2 separate regions of the Sus scrofa genome follow, and region 1 is linked to region 2. A link is a contact called in public HiChIP or PLAC-seq data. All regions are on one chromosome and are shown on one strand. Each heading gives the region's core, a stretch centred on a gene start, on an enhancer-like site or on the middle of the called end of the contact. The rest is flanking DNA. Distances are from core to core; before and after follow the strand shown. Region 1 overlaps LOC106507969 (a long non-coding RNA gene). Region 2 holds the start of PHF12 (PHD finger protein 12).

Region 1 (6,699 bases), core at 3,229-5,728, 210 kb before region 2:
GGATTAGATGATGAGACAGTGTGAAGCGCCTACCACTGTGTGTGGGTCCCAGTGAATATTTGATGAGGATTGGTTTCTCGTCCCTTCCCCAAAGAGAAGAGGCCAGAAGTGCCAGAGGGAGGAGGTGGTCAGCGCCTCAGAGAGTGGCGGGGTCATGGTCCATTTGCAAGTCCAGAGACTTGATTTGAGTACATTGAGTAAGAGTAAGCCCCACACTGTCCATCCATGCTTTGGTTGGGCCAGACCTCCTGAACCGACACCAACACAGATCTTAACCAGGGTGGGCTACTAAGGGTGACTCACCTCTCTGACCCTGCCTAACACGGCAGAAAAGGTGGGCTTCCGGGGAGCAGCAAGGCTGGCAGTCAGAGCCCCTTGGGTTCAAATCCTAGTCCATCACTTACCAACTTTGTGACCTAGCTTCTTTCTGAGTCTTTTTCCTCATTGGTAAAATGGGAAGAAGAATTCCCATGTCATGAGGCTGTTGTAAGGTTTATATTCAAAAATATACGTTAGGAGTTCCTGTCATGGCACAGCGGTAATGAACCTGACTGGTATCCGTGAGGACACCATGGATCCGTGAAGTTTGATCCCTGGCCATGCTCAGTGAGTTAAAAGGATCTGGCGTTGCTGTGAGCTGTGGTATAGGTCACAGACATGGTTCAGATCTGCTGTTGTTGTGGCTCCAATTCAACCCCTAGTGTGGGAACTTCCATATGCCGTGGGTGTGGCCCTAAAAAAGACTACACATGTACATATATTTTTTGTAGGATTTTTATTTTTTTTTCTATTATCATTGATTTACAATGTTCTGTCAATTCCTGCTGTACAGCAAAGTGACTCAGTCACACACGCACACAGAAATGCATTCTTTTTCTTACATTACCTTCCATCATGTTCCATCGCAAGTGACTAGATATATAGTTCCCTGTGCTATACAGCAGGATCTCATTGCTTATCCACTCCAAAGGCAATAGTTTCTATCTATTCATGCCACACTCCCAGTCTTTCCCACTCCCTCCCCCTCCCCCTTGGCAACCACAAGTCTGTTGTTCATGTCCGTGAGTTTGTTTCTTTTCTGTAGAGAGGTGTGTTTGTGCTGTATATTAGATCCCACATATAAGTGATATCATATGATATTTGTCTTTCTCTTTCTGACTGACTTCATTTAGTATGAGAGTCTCTAGTTCCATCCATGTTGCTACAAATGGAATTATTTTGTTCTTTTTTATGGCTGATTCGTATTCCATTGTGTATATATACCATGTCTTCTTAATCCATGCATCTGTTGATGGACATTTAGGTTGTTTCCATGCCTTGGCTATTGTGAATAGTCTTGCAATGAACATAGGGGTGCATGTATCTTTTTCAGTGTAAGTTTTGTCTGGGTATGTGCCCAGGAGTGGGATTGCTGAGTCATATGGTAGTTCTGTGTATAGTTTTCTGAGGTACCTGCATACTGTTTTCCATAGTGGTTGTACTTACACATAAATGTTCTACAGGGCCTCTCATTGCACGTGTTCCAGATTAATGCTGTTTTCGGAAATGTCTGAACTCTCCAAAGAAGAAACAGGTCAGGGAAGAGAAACTTTGGCTCCCAAGGCCCCTTGCTTCTCAGGCCCATAGTTCTCCGCTCTGAGGTGATTGGAGTGGAGGCATCATCTCCTTCTTTGGGGCTGCCTTCCTTACCTGTTCCGTCCTGGACAAAGATAGGTTATTCTTGAATCCTAAGCAAATCTTAGTTAAGGAAGCGAGGAAAAAGATCCAGGCAATTCTGCACAGAAGCTCCAGGGAAAAACCCACGTTTGTGTCCAGAGCGATGCTCACGAGGAACAGCTGATGTGGGTGCACAGGCCCCGGCGTGACTGGCCTGGTGTCCTCATAGCCTGGGGCCCGGGGGCTCCCCCCTGGACACTCAGGGAAGCTGGGGCAGGACATCAAAGAACAAATGGATTTTACAAGCAAACACACTTGAAGTCTAGCATGTGAACTGGATAATAGGCTAGAAAAGGCAACAGAGCAAATTAAAAATAATTCAGTGAAAACAAAGCATTCTCTGTTTTTTTCTGCTGTGAATTCATGATAAATAATAATAATTACAAACCGGTTCTTAAAGTCCACTGACTTGAACAGATTCTTGAGATGGAAGCCTCTCCCTGGGCTGAGGCAGATTCTGCTCATTGAATTCCAAGAGGACCAGCCCTAGGCTCAAACCGCACCCCCACCCAGGCAGGGCCACTGTGCAGTTATCTGGGCCGCTTGCCCTTGGCAGGTGGTGGTGAGTTGCAGGTAAGAGGCAGTTACTGGAGTCCTAGAGCAGCTTCCTTAATCCCCTGCCAGGTGTCAGGCCCACCGCTTTGGTTCACTGAATTAAGGGTTTGAGTGCTTCTCCCCACACAGACCCCTCGGGTGCCAGACCTGGAAAGGACTTTAGCCCTTATCTGGAGTGGCCCATCCCCTGATGCTGCAGAGGAAGGCCCAAGAGGTGAAGGGACTTACTCATGGCACACGGCTTCCAAGGACGGGAAGGTCTCTGTTCTGTACCCACCTTGCCTTCTCTTTCCCGCAGTATTTTATTCCTTACTCCTTCTCTGACCTTTTGAGCTCTGTCATCCCTCCCCTCCACTCCATCCCACCTCTCCCCCGTTGCCTACAGTGTTTGTCCCGGCAGGTCGTGGCCTTTAGGAGGACTCCGAGTCCCTGAGAGACCCGCCCCCCATTCCTTCTCTGATCCAGGGTGTTGGCTACTTTCGGCATCATGGCCTTTTCATCGAAGTTCGCCTTCTGGGAGCAAAAGGAAAGTTGTATTTCAGAATTTTTATGCCCTTCCTATGTGCTTGGCATGGTGTGTGCAGGCAGGAGACGGGCTTGTGTGCACACGAGCTTTGGAAGGCAGCGGCGGGTTGGGCATGTGTGCATTTGGGGGCTGGGGAGAGTGGCCGGGGTCCCTGAACAGACTCTTCTGCCTGGATGGGCTCCCGCGCTGAGTCACGCTCCTCCCCTGGGCTCCACCTCTGGTAAGCTGAGCTGCCTTTTGTCCCCCAGTGCCCCTCCACGTTAACCCCTCCACACCCTTTCCGCCCCACTGCTGCTCTGACTCACCCCTGGGAATGTGAGCTGCTATGAAGGGGCCACCGGGAATGGCTTTGGCTCTGAGGCCTTGGAACTGGGTCCCCCCCGCCAGCCTGAGTCTGGGGGGGCTGTGATGGGTAGGAGGAGAGAAGCCAAGAGTGGGGAGCCAGGCCAGTTGGCTGCCTGGGTCCGGAGGGTGATTCAGGCTGTAGACCTGGACGTGCCTCTGTCTTGTGAACAGTCCCCAGCTGGGCAGTGACCTACAGCAGAAAGAACCCTTCGGGCGGGGGAGGGCTCGGGGAGTCAGCCTCAGGCTAAATCCAGAGCTGAGCTCAGAGCTGGGCCTGGTGTCCCAGCCAATTCAGGGGGCAGCCAGTGCTTCCCCCAATGCCTCGCCACAGGGGTAAGACCCTTGGAGTCCCACGCTCAAGCCACTGGAAGGAGGACAGATTTGGAGCGGGTGGAGGACACGGAGTGGACTTGGAGTCTGGGCCATCCCTGCGCCTGAGCTAACAGCACCGCGTGCAGTAATGCGTGTGTCTGGGTGCTGCGTGAACACTTGCCCTCCCTCTAACCTGTGTGCCGGGGGCTGATGCACGGTGTGATGAGCGACGGGAGGGGTGGGCTTTTGTGGGGGCAGGAGGCTCAGACCTGGCCTCTCCCACTCCTTTTCCTTTCCTCTCTACCAGCCCCTCCCTGCCTTTTCTCTGCTCCAATCCCAGTTTCTAAAGTAGTGGAGTCCACTCTGATGAATAATGGCCATTTCCCCTCTGTTCATGCCAGTGTGAACTAACTTTGAAGCTTGAGCCCATTGAAAATAGCTCTCTGGGCTATTAGCTTTAGAACTGCAGTAGCCGTCATGCTGGTCCGTGCCCCAGGCACCACTAATTAGAGCTCAGACTTAGCCCGGACCCTGATTACAAATGGAGCGTCCCCCCAGGTGGATAATTAAAATGATTCTGGACGAGTTTCTAAGGGTCTTTTCCATTAGGAATCAAGGACTCCATCCTAGGCTCCTACCCACACTGGGCTGGGAAGGAGTCATGCCGAGGATGGGGCAGGGCTGGCAGCAGACCCGTCCTTTTCCTGTAGCCCAGGGTGACTGGGAAAGAGGAGAAATGAAATCCGTTGGTGCCGCCTCGGCTTTTGGAGGGAAAGATGCTGGGGAGGGTGTGCAGGGAGAAGGCTGTCCCAGACTTGAGGCCTGGCTCTCTGGGTCTGTTCTGAGCCAGGCTCTGAACTGAAAAACCCATCTGAGCAGCTGCATTGTCTGTCCTTTTTCCAGAGGCATTATGGTATCTGCCACTTGCCCCTGACCTTGCTCCCCGCCTCTGACCCGGGCCAGCCAGCTCCCGGGCTGGGCTCAGACCGCAGAGTCCAGGCATCTTTCCTTCCTCTACTCCCCGCCCCGAACTGTGGGCTTGCCTCCCTCAGCTGTGTGGTTGGTAGAGTTTTGTGGGTCTGAGGTTGGGAACATATCTGGCTTCCTGAATCCCTGCCTCTTCCCCACTTCCTGCCTCCAGCCAGAGCTCAGTAGCCTGGCCGGGCAGGCTCTGTGCGGAGGGAACCCATCTGGACCTAGACGCAAGCCTGAGCCAGCTTGTGGGGCCACGCATTCAGCCGACACTGAGCTCTGCTGGCCCAGCAGGCCCCCCACACTGGGTCATTCCCTCCTCAGTCCCTACGACAGGGGCTCTTGTTCAGCCCACTCCTAGCCTGATCGGGGAATGCTCTTGTAGTTTAGCCTGAGTTGAATTCGCTGGACGTTTCTGTCCACTCTGTAACCAAGGTCATGACGTTGAACCTCTTTAGACAGCCCAGTGGGCGACATGGCTTGTCACTGGGGGCAAAGGGTGCCAGGCTTTAGCCCCATACAGAGACTCTTCATCCTTGAAGTTGTCACTGGACAACTTTGACTCCAGGATAGCGATCCGTTGCCCACGTCCGTAGCCCCAGCCCTGAGCACTCAGGAGCTCTCTTCTCTGCCTGGATGTTTTTCTCTGTGCTTTTCATGCTGGGTCTCCCCAGCCTGACCTCAGACGTGCCAGTGACTTCTTTGTCTGCTCCCTCAGGTTAAAGAGGAGGACAAAGCCTGCCGAAGCCTGGCCCTCCTGCCAAGGAGGAAGGGGCTGTAAGTGCTTCTTCGACACTGTGTGCGTGTGTGTGCGTGTGTGTGTGTGTGTGTGTCTAGGTGGGTTGTATTCATGAGCCCAAGCATCTGCAGTTCCACAGAGCAGGCAGGCCCAGCAGGGCGCCCCATCCCATGGGGGGTGGCAAGAGGAATGCCATAGAGTGACAGAAAGGGCAGCGTGTGTGATGCCCACCCAGGTGTGTGAAGGAGATGGCAATGCCAAGGCGTGTAGGGGACCCTTCCCTAACCCCCCTGTTTAGTTCCTATGTGTAGCTCTGGTTTCCTGAACTCTTTGGAGCTGGAGAGGCTTGAGTGGCCGACTCTGAAGACAGGGAGCCCCAGACAAGAGCTCAGCTGTTGGGGCTCCTCGGCCTGCTCTCGGTGGCATAAGACAAGGGTAGGGAGGGATTTCACTGCAGCTGCTGCTGTCTCTTCTCAAGACCCCGTCAGCTGCTCGGTGCGGGTGACCTGGAGGCAGGCTCCAGCCACACAGTGCCACCAGCCCACACCGAGTCACTCCACCTTGGGACAGAGACCCTGAATTATGTCAGACACTTTTAGGGCAAGAGAGGGGAGAGAACTCCAGAATAGTCAGGCCCGGAGAGGTGTAGGTCGGGGGGGCTACTGTTGGCACAGGGGACAGGAGTGCCCAGGGTTCTGGAACAAAGCTAGATCACAAAACAGACCCAGGCTTCCTCACCCCAGATGGTGCCCATCCCCCTGCCTCCTTGGGGGGAGATTTCATTAGCCAGGGGTTGTGGATCTACATGCGTAAATAGTCCTGCAAGGCCAGGGTGGTTTCAGAGGGTTATGTTTGAGATTTGTGAGGGAGGGGCCTTGGAGCATGCCAGGTTTGGGGGGAAATTATGTGTGAATTGCTTATAAGACTGCCCGGCACACAGTAAGCTCCATGCAGGGCCGGCAGTGACGGTGATCCGCGTCAGGGTCGTGGGCATCATCGCCTCGGGTCGAGGGTGGGGCAGGGAAGCCAGAGAGGGCGGGGCGGGGAGTGGGACCCAGACACGCCACTGAACACTCGTGGCCCAGGAGGCTGAGGAAGAGGCCCCTTCAAGCCCTCCCCTCCCCAGCCCTGCAGCAGGGCCGTCCTGCAGCCGAGGCCTGGGCGGAGGTGTTGGGCTCCATTCTGCTCAGGACGTGGGGCAACCTCTCCACCTGGCAGCTGGAGAAGTCTGTCTAGTCTCTGAGCGTCTTCCTGCATTTCAGTAGAGATGGCAGCCAGCCCCTCATGCAGCTCAGTACCCAGGTACATCCTAGAACCAAGGTCACTGTTTAGGGGAACAAGGATTCAAGCACAGCTCTTTAGTGGCCCCCAGTTGACCTTGCTCCCCCAGATAGTGTGGCTGGCTTTGTAGGAAACTGTCCTGCCATTAGCCAGGCTGGCCTGCCTGGTGGCAGCCCCTGGGGACTACAGATATTTCCCACCAAGCAGTGTGCCAACCTCTCTAGTGGGCGCCTGGGTGCCCAGAGGCTGGCTG
Region 2 (7,468 bases), core at 1,595-4,094:
AGAGAAATCAGAGACTGAACCTCTGAATATGAGGCCCTAGTTCGTCTTGGCCGCAGGGAACATCCAGGATGTTAGGCACAGAAGCAATGCACTGTAAGGGCTTGGCTCCTATTTTAGTAAAAGGAGTATCCATGGGCTCCAGAAAGACGTGGAGGTGGCTGAAGAGGATCTACCTAATTTTGCCATGTTTGGTCCTTCTCAGCCTCTATGCCTCTTCCTTATGGCCCCCAGCACCTTTTTAGATGTGTTTACCCAGTCTTGGTCCCCAGCACATCCATGCTAAGAGGTGTGCTCTGCATGGTTGCTCTTCAGAATAAGAGCAAGAGGCAGGCAACAAGGAGTTATGGACACTAAGAAGCCAGAAGACAAAAACCCTGAAGGAAATAGTATCAGCTACCAGGACTTCTACAGTCTTCCAACAGGGAAGTTTTGACCACTCATGGCTTGACCACTCATGGCCGCCCACCTCCTGGTTCTACCACAAGCCATCTTGAAGAGGTGAGGCTCCAGTCCATCAGAATGCAGTGCCTAAATTAGCCACAAGAGGTCACTTCCTAAGGCATCTGTATCCCATCTGCTTGTTCTCCCTTTATCCTCCTTGAATAGCCAGGGCTGGAGCTCTCCAAGGTGGCACAACTACTGGCCCCAATGGGACCTTACCCTCCAAGTTCTAAGAGGAAGGTGTGTGATGTGATTAGTTTCTCTGGCACTTGTCAACAGATCAAGTGTTACTTTCCTCATTAGCCCACTAATGCCTATTTCTGTTCTTAACTGCAATGATGGTATTGATCAAAGCAAGGCCTTGCTCATTGGGCATGTGCCACTGGCTTACTTATCTGCCCCACAATACCTTCAGGCTGACACAGCAGCACAGCTGGGCCCTGAGCAATAGGAAGGAAGCCAGGGCGGTGAGGGCACATGATGTATCCATTTGTGAGGGTGTGAAATACAGCCTCAGAAGGGATGAGGTTCAGCCACTTTCATACTTCTAGCTCTCCCCTCCTCTCTCTCTGAGGGCCACATCTCTGGCCCACAATCATTGAGTCTTGTTTGGGAGCTCTCATTGTGGCTCAGTGGTAACGAACCCGACTAGCATCCATGAGGATGCAAGTTTGATCCCTGGCCCTGCTCACTGGGTTAAGGATCCAGTCTTGCTGGGAGCTGCAGTGTAGGATTCAGATCCCACATTGCTGTAGCTGTGGTGTAGGCCAGTGGCAACAGCTCCAATTTTACCCCTAGACTGGGAACTTCCACATGCTGGGAGTGCCGCCCTAAAAGACAAAAAAATTCTTGTTTGCTGAGGCTGGTAGAGGACAGAAAGGGCCGATCTACATATCCTTTGATCAATAAGGCCCAGGACCTTAGTGTTCTTTCCAGGCACCAACAGGATCATTAGGAAAGTCAGAGAAACAGAAACCTAAGACCACATATGGACATCCTTACCCTATCCACTTTATCATCCCAAAAGAAGCAGCATCTCCTCACAGGCAGATAGATAGTGTCCTAACTTGGGAATCAAATCTTTTTCATTCCTAGGTCTGCCATAAATGCATTATGTGAAATATGCAAATCACTACTCTTCTCTGTGCCTCTGGAAATGAGGGGATTAATACAGATGCTCTTTAAACCCTTTCCAGTTTTAGGTTTCTGAGAATGCTAAGGATACCTTAACATCAAAAGTGAACCAGGCTACCTGCCCAGGATATCTGGTAAAAACGCCAACTAAATGCCTAGTGTCAGGCACAATGATGCCACTCCCTTCTCCTTCGCTCCATCAACAGTCAGGCAGAGACAACAGGCCATCTCCGAAGATGAGACCAAGGGGAGGGCGATCACAGAGGAGGGAGCTGAAGTCCTGCCCAGAATTTCAGTGAGGCCTTCAGACTACAAATCCCAGCATACCACACTGAAGCTATAAAAAGTATCTCTTCCGGGCAGGCAAATCACTCTTCCCCCAGTTCATCCTACTGCACACTGCATCGCACGCACATGGAACTACGGCTCCCACAATCCACCAGACCCATCGCGATTCTTGCTTCCAGGGTGCAATGCGCTCCCGTTCGCCCTTTGGCCCCTTTGCGCGTTGCAAACTGGGAATTGAAGTCCACAGTAGGCAGGTAGCTGGGCGTTGTCAGCATTACAAACTTCGCTTTTGGCTTCCTTTCGGAGAGTGGTTCTCAGAGATAGTGGTCAAGTCGTAACGGAGAGCTCTCCATGGTGCCATCACTAGCAAAGGCAAGCATGCTCAAGCTAAAATTTACTGTCGGGATCGGGAGGGAATTGGGAACAGTAGCCATCCAACCCGACACCGAAAACATCGTTTTCCGTTGCAATGGCTTTTCTTTTATCTTTACCAATATGGCGCCTGGTCCAGCCACACCTGACGCTGGAACCTGACAGTCCAGTACGACATCCTTAGGAGTACGGCCTATCAGTCCAGCCAGCACTACACTTTGCTCCTTTCTGTTCATGCCTAAGGACTCCAAGGACACGATAGCCTATATATCATTACCAAAATGGCGAAAGTATAAGCACTCTTGTGAGGGCCTACAGGTAACAACACGCCTGCGCGGGAGCCGGCTGCGTTGTTGTGGGGCGAGAGGGGAGCATCCTTAACACGCCTGCGCGGGAACCGGGTGCTCTTGGGCTATTCACAAACTCCAATGGATGAAGGGTCCTCCTGTTCCTGCGGCTGCGCTATGACCCTTACCAGCTCGCCCAGGCGCCTGCGCGAGACCTCAGGTCCCGCCCTTTTACCTCAGTACGCTGGCGCAGGGCAGAAAGGCGGGGCTTCGGTGCTCCAGACGAATGCCAGCGCGGCTGCGCGCTGGGGGGTACCCCCTCACTGCGGCTGCGCGGGAGCCCGGCCGCCGGCTGTCACTGCGGTTGCGCGCGGCGAGCGGCGATCCCGGGGCGCCTGCGCGGGTGGCTTTGCGGGCGCTCGCGGTAAGTTTGCGCCAAGTGCGCGGCAGCCGGGACGCAGACGGCGGCAGCGGCGAGAGGCGGAGCCCGGGGACCACCCCCCATCACCCTCCCCGCAGTCACCTCACGTACCACAACCTCACCTAACCTCTCACCCCCCCTCCGATCCCCCCAGCCCCGGGATGGCAGCGCCCGCCAGCCTTCCCGGCCGGACCAGCGGTCGCCAGCGCCGGCTTTAGCCTGTGGGACTAGGCCCCGCCGAGGCCTGACCCCCGGAGCCGGGACCCACCGTGCAGCCAGCCGCCGGGCCGGGGCTGAGGGGCCGCTCCCCCTCACGGCCCGTGGGAGGACGCTGTCGTCCCGGGGACTGGGGGCCGGGGGGTGGGGGGAGCCAGGGCGAAGAAGTCGGGACCCGTGTTGGTAAAAAAGAAGGGGGGCCGGGGTCAGGAGCGCCCCCTCCCCCCGCTACCCCCTCCCCCCGGGGTTGGGGGGGCCGGAGCAGAGAGCGCCCAGCCCGGGAGGTGGATGAATGTGGGAGAAAATGGAGACCAAGACGATCGTGTACGACTTGGACACGTCGGGGGGGCTGATGGAGGTAAGAGTGGCCCTCCTCATTTCTTTTCCCTAGCGCCAGTAGAGAACCTCCGCCCTCCGCCCCACAAAGCCGGTCCTGAGCTCGCAGCGCAAGAGGGCCGGGGAAGGGGGGGGGCTCTTCTCACCCAGACGCTCCCTCCCATCTTTGCAACTCGGGGGGCTGAGCTCAGCCGCCGAGGACGTTTGCAGCAGTTTCACCTACCCGCCGCCCTCGATTCGCTCTCCCGAAGCGCCAACCCACTCCATCGCGTTGCACCGGCGGGCCTCCCCACCCCCTTCTTGTCGGCCCCTTTGTGCTTCCCCCAGCACGTCCGGGTACCGAGCTTCAGGCCTCTCCCGAGCCTCGCTTTGGAGTCCCCCACTGTCCATACAAGGAAGTGGCGAGAAGGGAACCGCACACCCTCTCCCCATCCCCCCTACCCTGATCCTCCCCATTTGGAAGAAGCCGTTCTCGTTGTTGTGCTGCAGGAACGCGGTTAGGGTGGGCTCCCCTGTTCCGGGGGCTGAGAGGTTCTGGGAGCAGCCTGGATGGGAGGAAGAAGGACAAAAGGGGGGAGAAGGGTGGGTGACAGAGAAGCTGCGCCGGGGGGGCGACGGACCGCCCGGGAGCTCCGAGTGTGCACACACGCCATTTGTATGTGTGTGCAGCAAATCCAGGCTCTGCTGGCTCCCCCCAAGGCGGACGAGGCAGAAAAGCGGAGTCGGAAGCCAGAGAAGGAGCCCCGGAGAAGCGGCAGGGCCACCAACCACGACAGCTGCGATAGCTGCAAAGAAGGGGGGGATCTCCTGTGCTGTGATCACTGCCCGGCCGCCTTCCACCTCCAGTGCTGGTAAGGTCTGGGGACCCCTCTGTAGCCCCTTGAAGGACCCTTCTCGGCACATTCCTTCACCCGGCCTACCCCAGCCTGCCGAAATAACGGGCGTTTGCAGCCGCTAGCTGACTTTCTGCAGCCGCTGGGGCGAGCGCCTCCCCGCCCCCAGGTGCTGCCCGGATCCGGCCGTTCGAGGGGGAGGAGCAGCGGTGGGTCCGGACCCCGAGGTGGGGGTTGGGAGGAGTGAGGAGAGCCCCATCTGGGATTGGAAGTCGCTGGGGAGCCGGGACCGAGCCGGCAGGGCTCGGCCGGCGGTGGCGGGGGAGGAAGGGGAGGAGCTCCGGGCCCTGCGCCGCTCTCCTGCCCGCGCGCCCGCCGCCCTCGGGCTGCTGCCGGGCTGGGCTGTCCTCGGGGTGGGTGCGCAGGAGCCCTTGGCCGCCCTGGTCCAGGCCCGCCGGACCCGGCGCCCGGGCGCTCTGGGCCGTGGAAGAAATCATGGAGGGTGTCTCTCGAGTCCGCCTCTTCTGTGCCTCTCTGTTTACAATATGGCGACCTGCCTTTAAATTATATTTTTATTCTCAGCGCCATTTTGGCTGCATATATGATTTTCAAACGTCTCCCGGGGAACGGTGGTGGTAGCCTCGGAGTCCTTTCTGCAGAAGCTTCTCCGGGGCCGGGGCTGAGATCTTGCCGCTTTGGTCCCCTTTCTCTGCCGCCGCTTGCCCCCTGTTGCCTCTCGGAGCTGCCTCCCTCTTCCCTCCCCTCCCCGCGCTGCCGCCTCTTAGGAAATCGGGCCGGGTTAGACAATTAAAATTGCCCTTGGGCGCGGATTTCACTTCTCCGCTCCGGATCGGCGAACCCTTCGCTGCAAAATTCTCTGCTGCCGGGGCAGGATTATGTGCGGTGGCTCCGCGAGAGCGTTTTAAGGAGCGGAGAGCTGGAAAGCTGTGCGCTTCCCACCCCCTCCCGACTGAAAGCGAGGGGAGGGGAGAGACTGAAGAGGGAGGGAAGGACTAGGGTTGGTCGCCCGTTGCTTGATCCTCCTCTGCAGTTCAGCCCAGAACAATCCGGCCAAGCAGAGTTTACACTCCAGCTTCTGCCTGGAGAAATCTCCACCGCCCTCCACAAAAAAATAATCCCACCTTTGCGCCGGTACCCCGATTGCATCTTGTTCTAATGAGTCTTGTTCTGTTGTTCAGCAGCAGTATACTAAAGCAGACCTTGGTGAGAGGAGATGGCTGGAGAGAGAGCGGGAAGGAGAGGGGCTGTTGTATTTGTTCCCACCCGTTTTTGCGTTGCCTTTTTTAGCTCTCTGGGTTTGTTGTTGTTGTTGTTGTTGTTTTAAAAAAGAGGTTTTCCATAAGCACTCTGCACAGTTCCACTTACATTCTCTCTCTCGGTTGGTGGAATAGTGCCTGCTTTATATTTGTACTAATTGCTGGTTTTGGAACACTTATTAGACAGATAAGTGATACTGGGCAAATTAAGTCTGTGGTCAGAAGTTATGTATGAAACTCTCATTACCATTCACAGGGTTCTTTTGCCCAGGAGGGCACCCCATCTTGGCTTGCAGTGTTGCAGGGACAAAAACGATTATCCGGAAGGAAGCTTTGGCTTAAAATTTTTGTTATGAAGTGACTAATACTAGCAGGAAGGGTCTGTGGTTTTTAGCCTTTGCAGCCTAATAGGTGTAATCCACCTGGAAAGAAAAAATCTGTCAAGTTTCCTGTGTTGTTCTTGAGCACAGAAGAGATTTGTATTCGAACGGGTTGTATTTGCGTACCCAGTTAGTCCCTGTTGTTTACATTTTTTATTGTGCTCATTTGATAGATACTAAGACTGAATAGTAGACTTCTTGGTTTAAAATTTGAGTTAAACAGTTCCTGGTGATGTAGTGGGTTAAGGATCGGGTGTTGTCACTGCTATGGTTCAGGTCACTGCTGTGGCCTAGGTTCAGTCCCTGGTCCCAGAACCTCTGAATGCTGTGGGCGTGGCCAAAAAAAGGAAGAAAAATAAATAAAATGTGGGTTAATGTTTTACCTCTATAGTGAAGTTAGTGTTAACTAAGAAAGGTGGTTCCTCTAGTGAGTGAGAATTTTGTAAGCTCTTTATTATCATTTGTTTAATAAAGCCAAAATTGTTTACCAGAAACCTCAGGCATAGGGAAAATGTGCTGCTTTGCCTGAGACTGGGCTTTTTAAACTCTGAAACTTAGTCTCTGAATTTTTGAATTGGGTGAGTCCAAGTCTCCTCAAGTTGTAACAATTTATAGTTTCTATTTTAGCTGGTAGGGGAGAAGGAGGGGCTTTTAGCTGTTGGTGAGATTGGGCTTGCCCAGGCTGCATTTCATTGAATTTTTTTTTTTTTTTTTTTTTTTTTTTTAAGAGCATGAATGGGAACTGGTAAACAGAGATTTGAGAATGCTAGTATATGAGGTAGGGTTTATTTCACATCTCTAGTGCCCTCTTTGAAGATGCCTTGACTTATCTGGGTAGTTATATAAATCATAAAACGTTCTAGATATTGGTACAAAGGCAGGAATTCTTTTTTCAGGTGAGGCTAATTCCACTTTCCCTCCTCCTACCCCACACTTTTCAGCCCAAGTGAAGAACTTCATTAACCATCTCATCTGCAGTATTAGGTGAGGCTGTTGATGGTGTAAGAAAAAATTGATTCCTGAGTGTGCTCACATTAATTTGTCCCATTATTGCTTACTTGTGTCACATGGGAGTGAAGTTAAGAGGTGTGACTATATTTTCTCTTGCTTTCCTTTTTAACTGGCTAAAACTGGATTATTTAGAAAAGCATAGTAATAATTTTCCTCATGTAGAGAATGTACAAAAGTGAAGATGGGGTTTTACAAACCATGTAGGTCATAATTGCAGTGTTGCTGTGGGTCTCCATTCAAAACTCTGTGCAGCAGGTCCTTTTTCAGTCTCCAGTGTGCCTTGCCAGCTTGCCTCACAGTGAATAGGATCTGGTAAAAATGCTCCAGAAGTGATTCTAGGCAGACTTTACCTCCTGCGCTTGTGACATAATCATAACCACAGGGGATTTTTCTAAGATAAGCTACTGGAGGAAGCCACTGGTCAACTGAGCTGTTTTTAATTGTCTTCTCTTTTCTCAGGGGCTAATGCTCT

The links. HiChIP or PLAC-seq counts read pairs in DNA pulled down with a chosen protein or histone mark.
Region 1: an H3K27ac HiChIP or PLAC-seq map of alveolar macrophages shows a contact between it and region 2. The contact joins the enhancer-like site here to the promoter of PHF12 in region 2. A contact is called at or near these places in 3 of 5 promoter capture datasets (fetal liver, liver and skeletal muscle), 18 of 47 Hi-C or Micro-C datasets (brain, embryonic fibroblasts, epiblast stem cells and 11 more) and 2 of 2 datasets of contacts at active chromatin or transcription factors (alveolar macrophages and skeletal muscle).

The regions. Positions count from the first base shown.
Region 1 is chr12:45,386,485-45,393,183 of Sscrofa11.1, reverse strand. LOC106507969 (a long non-coding RNA gene) reads left to right here. Exons shown (of 4, transcript XR_002337281.1): 3 at 1,503-1,573; 4 at 2,672-5,138. Among named protein-coding and RNA genes, the nearest start is that of TIAF1, 51 kb to the right of the region's middle. Within about 2 kb of position 4,478, at least 14 of the 83 cell types and tissues checked have an H3K27ac peak or open chromatin away from gene starts, as enhancers often do. A contact at or near this core is called in alveolar macrophages, fetal skeletal muscle and skeletal muscle, where this site is marked.
Region 2 is chr12:45,170,131-45,177,598 of Sscrofa11.1, reverse strand. It overlaps PHF12 (PHD finger protein 12), which reads left to right and starts at 2,844. Exons shown (of 16, transcript XM_005656997.3): 1 at 2,844-2,946; 2 at 3,098-3,517; 3 at 4,165-4,346. The coding sequence starts at 3,452.